Regions from separate parts of the Mus musculus genome. Here region 2 is linked to region 1. The links are chromatin contacts, called in public HiChIP or PLAC-seq maps. All regions are on one chromosome and are shown on one strand. The core of a region is the stretch at or near the end of the contact, and the rest is flanking DNA. Distances in the headings are between cores, read along the strand shown. Region 1 has its middle 8.6 kb from the start of Gm23732. Region 2 overlaps Ptprn2 (protein tyrosine phosphatase, receptor type, N polypeptide 2).

Region 1 (3,099 bases), core at 311-2,810:
GCTTTTGTTTCTCACTTTCCCCTGACTTATTGTGCTCACCTTTGATGTACAGCTACACATGACACCTGAGCCAATCAGCTGAGCCTCGGTAGCACAGTATTAAGCTCACAGACAAACCCTGACTGATAGAGGGTGGCATAAAATAAACCAGAACCAGGAAATCAAAACCAGTAACTAGTGAGCTGCAATTCATAGAAAACCATAGAGCCCTGAAGGGGCAGAGGAACATAGGGAAAGAAATGGCATGATCTATTCCCACCCTGCCCCCTCATGCTGGAGCTGGGCACTCTGCTCCCTCCCAGGAGAAAACTACCAAGAAAGCTCCTGAAGAGCAGCCTTTTAAAGACATTGCCCTAATTCTGGGCTAATGTTTGTTGTTTTCTCAGAAACAGCAAGCCTGGGTCCTTTTTTCACTAGTATGTAGATTTCTTGTTCATGACCAGGGACAAATGTACTTGCGGATTTGTTTTCTTTCTTTCTTTCTTTCTTTCTTTCTTTCTTTCTTTCTTTCTTTCTTTCTTTCTTTCTTTCTGTCTGTCTGTCTGTCTGTCTGTCTGTCTGTCTGTCTTCTCTCTCTCTCTTTCTATCTCTCTCTCTCTCTCCACCTCCTCCTCCCCCTCCATCTCCTCCTTCCTCCTCCCCTCCCTTCCCCTCCCTCCCTCCCTCCCCTCTCTCCCTTCCTCCCCTCCCTCCCTCCCTCTCTCCCTCCCTACTTCCTTCCTTCCTTCCTTCCTTCCTTCCTTCCTTCCTCCCTTCCTTCCTTCCTTCCTCTCTCTCTCTCTCTCTAATACATTATCTAACCACAGACTGAAAGTGTCCTTCAGAACACATAGAGTAAAGCTTACTATTATCTAGTTCTCAGCCATTCTGGGAACAGTGCCAATGTTTTATATGGGTAAATTGCATTTAAACTACCTGACAATTCTGAAGGACCTAGACATAGAGGAAAACATCCCAAGGAGGTTAGAGACTCAGCTAGAGCTGCTAAGGGAGGCCAGGGCTGAGGTCAGACTTCCACTGTGTCTTACTTAGCCCTTAACCCTTCAATGCCCTTAAGCCATCCTCTTAGAACAATGAATTTGGAGTAAGATGGGTAAAAAAGCCAGAATGGGTAATCTCACTTGACTCTTGGGTTCCTTTCAGATTCCATTAGAAAGTGAGTTTTGTCTCTGAAGAAGGAAAATTAGACTGGCTGTTCACCTTCCATTGGACACTAGATAGAAAGAACCAAGAGACTAAAAATCAAAGTCCTGGGTTTAGATACAAGTGAAGGAAAACTTGTCTATCAGGTGCCCATAAATGAAGCACATAGATAAATTAAGATTCAGTTTCTTCTATACTTATACACATCACATATGCATTTTGAACCACATATGTAAGTCTATATAAGGTGAATAAGTGTAATTATCACTGAGCAGGGAGCCGGGAGCAAATATAAGAAAACAATTGTACTCTATCATAGGATTGATTTCTGTCAGTGCAACCTTCACAGAGGATCACCTACAGGCTGGAATAGCTAAGGACACTCTCATTTGTAAGAACTAACATGGGGATGGATTGATGACTCAGTCGGGAAAGCCCTTGCCACTCAAGCACTCACATAACAAACTGGGCATAGAGGCAAGCAGTGCAAGTTGTGGTCAAACCTGGGCAGGAGCCTGAGAGCCTGGTGGCAGGGACACAAGATTTCCAGTGTTCACAGAACATTTTCCTCAAGGCGCCAAGCATTTCTCAAGACAACCCTGGCAGTTTATTATTTGGGTACAGAATGATTGGCACCTTGTGAGCAGAAAATTGGAAATAGGGCTCTAGACAGCCAATGACCCTCAGGCCACTGCAACATGTTCAGTAGTGTGACTAAGCTGTTGCTTAGTGACCAGCAGTGGAACTATAATTCCACACACCTCGTGGTAGCTGAGCTGACTCATGGCTGAGCTCTGTGACTTTGTATACACAGATGCCTTGTATATACATGATGACAAGCAAGTTATTCAGAGTCTCTGATATCCACTCCCTCAGACCCCAGTCCCCTGACATTAGTTTCAACTCCACATTTGATGTGGTTTGAGGGTTTTATTCTTTCCTGGTCTGCCTTGCTTCATTAGTTGTAGTATTTTACTTCTTATAAGTAGGATGTAAGTAGGAACTCTTTCTATGAGCTAGCCATCTTTTATAAAGACATTTTCATGTTGAAGAACTAAAGAGTCCCTATTTCCAAGGCTTAGCCATAAGTTGAGCTAGCTCTACATTCTGACCCATGCTTTACCTTGCCCAGTGGTATAGAGAGAGATATATGCTTACTTACCTTTTATCAAAGAAAATATGTTGGGCAGGGAAGACATTCAGAGTGAATGTTTATTATTGACATGTACACGGCTGTGTTAAGGACCCCAATGTCTCAGACCCATGGAGATGGTGACGCCTTCCATTCCAAGTATGAATTTTAGAAGTGATTGACTTTTGGCTAAAACTAGTGTAGGCAGAAATGAACAACCACAGCTTCTTCCTCCAGGATGACAGCAAGTTGAAACTGCTTTCCTACAGAGGCCTCCTTCCAAGGTTAGCCAACTCATCTCCTCTTCCTTCAGCTGTATACAATAAACCCATGTCCTCTTCAGCAGTATTAATAAGTGTGCAGAATTTTTGGGCTGATGGTCATCAGAGCATACAGGGCACTGGAACCCAGCCTTTCTGTACATGTTGGTATTCAATTACATGGCAACAGCCAGATAGACATGGCCCACTATAAAAGGGACTGCTTGTCCCTTCCTCTCTCTGTGTATTACTCCTGCTTTTCTCCCTTGCCTCTTGCCCCCTTGCTGCCCTTCTCTCCCCATTCCTTTACTCCCTCTCTCTACGTGGTCATGGCTGATCTCTACTTCTCTACTCTTTCCTTCTCTCTGCTTTTCTCTGCCTCTACTATTCTCTTAACTCCCTTCCCCATCCATGCCCTAAATAAACTCTATTCTATACTATACGGTTGTGTGGCTAGTCTCTCAGGGGGAAGGGATGCCTTGGCATGGGCCCACTGAGGCACTCCTTTCCCCCACCCCTCACCACATCCCCATAGAACATATCCCTATACCTCTTTATCTTTTT
Region 2 (3,099 bases), core at 249-2,748, 400 kb before region 1:
TTGTTTGTTTTTGAAGTACTGAAAAAAATCAAACCCAGGCCCTTGTACATCTAAAGCAGGTCTCTGATGCTGAGCTGCGATCCTAGCCCTTTCCATTTCCTTTGCGTTCTCCTTTTTAATATGACTTCTTTTTTAAACTGACTATGTTTAACTTTTCATATTCTTTATAAATTATCTCATTCCACCCAAGCACTTTAATTTTTTTATTATATTTAAAAATGCTATATGCTTTTTTTTAATGAGCTAATAAGACTATATATGCCTGCCTCATCTCAGGAAAAGGAGTCATGAATTAAAGAGACCCCCCACATATGAATGCAGGCATCCTGGACTCCATTCCACACCCTGCCCCATGGCCACCTGTCCATCTTCACTGAGACTGGCCACACCTCTCTGCTCCACCAGCTAGCAGGATGAATTATACAGTCACCATGACAACAGTAAATCCAGGCCAGCAACAACAGGATGTTATATTTCTTAGGACTCCTGTCAGCCACAGCAAACACCCAGCCTGCAGCACTTGGGCAGCCTGCCTTGCCATTTCCCAGACCTAGCTGCACTAGAAAAAAAGGTGTCAAATACTGTCTGTTCCCTTACACCAAGACCTGAATATCTATATTTACATTTAAATTGCTTTTCTTTCCCAAAGAATAGAAGGCTATTATCTTAATAATGCATCTTTCACTGAAGGTTAGGAAGGCAAGTTGGAGTTGGGGGAAGAAAATAAACCAAAGAATGATTCTGGTTCACTTTTAGACTTTCTTTCTGCAGAGGGAAGAGGGAAAGTTGTGTCTGCTGTCATTAGTGCTATGTCTCTGGTTAGACTGAACACACACACACACACACACACACTGCGTCCTTCATCATCAGAGCTTGGTGAGTATAAATTGACCATATTTAGCTGAGAAGATACTTTTAAGATAATCTACTTAATGCTATCTCCCCAAAGCAGCACAAAGTCCAGCTCAGGGGGTCAGGGTCCTGCCAGCCAAGGCACATGGTCCTGGCCTGGCCCATCACAGAAATCGTCCTGCAGAAAGCAAGCACAAAACCGAGATGGAGACGGTTGGCATTCTGCTCTCCTTTCTTCCCAGGGCCAGCTCTTGCCCTTCCCTGCTGGCCCCTGCTGCCAGCTCAGACACACACACATACAGTCCTCCCTAACTGAGATTCCTGATCTAGGCCACAGGGCTGGCCCTCGGCATGGCCCCAAAGCACTTGGTTTAGTGTTTCGGACAGACAAAGCTTGACATTTGCACTCAAGGAGGGGCTTGGCCTGGGGCAAGTAGGGCACCCTTGGCTATGCAGGGCCACTTAAGAGTACGAGGGCATCTGTGGCAGCTCAGAATTAGCAGCAGCTGCAGGAGGAGGCTCCCCTTCCCCACGTACAAGCTAAAGACGGGCAGGCAGTAAGCTAAGAAGAAAGAGTGTGTGCTTTGTCAACCTGCCTGGGGTTCCAGAGGGCTACTACACACCCAGTCTCACTCTGAAACACATAACTGTGACCTTCCAGCATTATCTCCACCTCTCCCCTTGTTCAAACAGCAAACTACCCAGAACTTGGCACCCATTAAACACACACAAAGTCATTTTCTTCATTTGAGAAGTCTTTGGCCACTCCCCTTCCTGTTGACAGCTACTCATCCAACATTTCCAGGAGCTAGCCCTAGGAAGGACTTCCTGTGAGATCAACATGAAGCCATGAAAACAGAAAATGTGCAGGCATCAAGCACAGGCTGGGGGCAGGGGGCCAAGTAGAGCTAGCACTGAGGAATGCCAGCACACTAGACTCAGGTTCATTCTTTCTTCCTTACCACCAGAGTCCATCACCAACAATGCCCCTTCCTCCTGAAGAACAGGCCTACACTCAGGGACTGAGGCTGATAGGCACTGAGACACACATCTGTGAGTAAGAACTCTCTCCCTATCCCTAGCACCCAAAGACAAAAAGCTCTGCGTCCTTCAGATCAAAGGTGTGGAAGCCACCCTCTAGTCCACAGCAGAAGAAACAGATCCAAAACTTCAGCAATGCCCCAAGCATAATCCGTACTCACCGTTCACACAGGTCTCCAGTGATCCACACAAGCCATCCTCAAACAAGCATCCTAGATAAAAAGACAGAAGAGAAAGAAGTCAGTGACAGAGAAACCAATGGCCTTGGAGGCTTGAAAAAAAAAAAACCCTCCCCACCCCCATACAGACTCCTTGGATCTGCTTCTTCGTGATGGTGCTGGATTATTCTGAAGCCATTCTAACAGACCTCTGTATGATCTGGACAACCTGTCTATCAGGAGGATTGGTGGCATGTCCTGTGCCTTCAAGTTCACATCAGAGAGAGGCCATGTCCTTGGCATGGCCATCTATCTATGCAGATATGCCCCCTCTAGCCTCACAGCATTTCTAAACTGCCCACCCAGGGAAGTCAGGGCTTGAGACTGAGCTCACAGCAGCATCATGGACAGAAGTATACACAATACCAGAAATGGGCCAGACCTCTGGACCTAATCCAACTGTGCACACTAAGAAGGATTCTGAGATCCTGATTTCTCATGACTCCATGGAGACTGGTTATGTGCCTCTGCATGGGGACAATGACAAAGAAGGAAAGGTCATGCAAAGAGAAACAGAGGCTTGGTGAGTGTCAAAAGAATGGAGGCATTCAGAGGAGACTTCACTAAAGCCACCAAGGTGGCTAGCCTCTCTCACAGTGGAAACAGAGCCTGATAGCCTCCCATAAAACAGGGGACCAAAGCAAATGTACTCACAGAGCAACTGGATGTAATCTGTAGCCACCCTGAACACAGGGAAAAGATGGGAAGAGCAGGCAAGATCAGGGGGACATGAAAGACGTCTTTCTACTCAGATGAGCCCTCCCTACTCTGAGGCACAATGCTATATTCACACCTGTACCAGTGAGGTGTTAGGATCCCACAAAAGCCAGGGGTGCTCTGAACTTGCATGTCAGAACACACATACAAAGTCTAATGACTTAATCCACATTTCCCCAATGGCCAAACTCCTATGCATTGACCAAGACCCACTCAAAAGTCCCCCATGGAGTCCTCCACACAGGCCAGGCCAATGAGTTGTGTCAGACGT

Evidence for each region. HiChIP or PLAC-seq counts read pairs in DNA pulled down with a chosen protein or histone mark.
Region 2: a FOXA1 HiChIP or PLAC-seq map of pancreatic cancer cells shows a contact between it and region 1. The contact joins two enhancer-like sites. A contact is called at or near these places in 1 of 15 datasets of contacts at CTCF or cohesin (the NIH/3T3 cell line) and 1 of 115 datasets of contacts at active chromatin or transcription factors (pancreatic cancer cells).

The regions. Positions count from the first base shown.
Region 1 is chr12:116,180,367-116,183,465 of GRCm38.p6, reverse strand. No RefSeq gene overlaps it. Among named protein-coding and RNA genes, the nearest start is that of Gm23732, 8.6 kb to the right of the region's middle. Within about 2 kb of position 1,560, at least 63 of the 459 cell types and tissues checked have an H3K27ac peak or open chromatin away from gene starts, as enhancers often do. A contact at or near this core is called in pancreatic cancer cells, where this site is marked.
Region 2 is chr12:116,579,405-116,582,503 of GRCm38.p6, reverse strand. Ptprn2 (protein tyrosine phosphatase, receptor type, N polypeptide 2) reads right to left here. Exons shown (of 23, transcript NM_011215.2): 2 at 2,055-2,105. Among named protein-coding and RNA genes, the nearest start is that of Ptprn2, 95 kb to the right of the region's middle. Within about 2 kb of position 1,498, at least 51 of the 459 cell types and tissues checked have an H3K27ac peak or open chromatin away from gene starts, as enhancers often do. A contact at or near this core is called in pancreatic cancer cells, where this site is marked.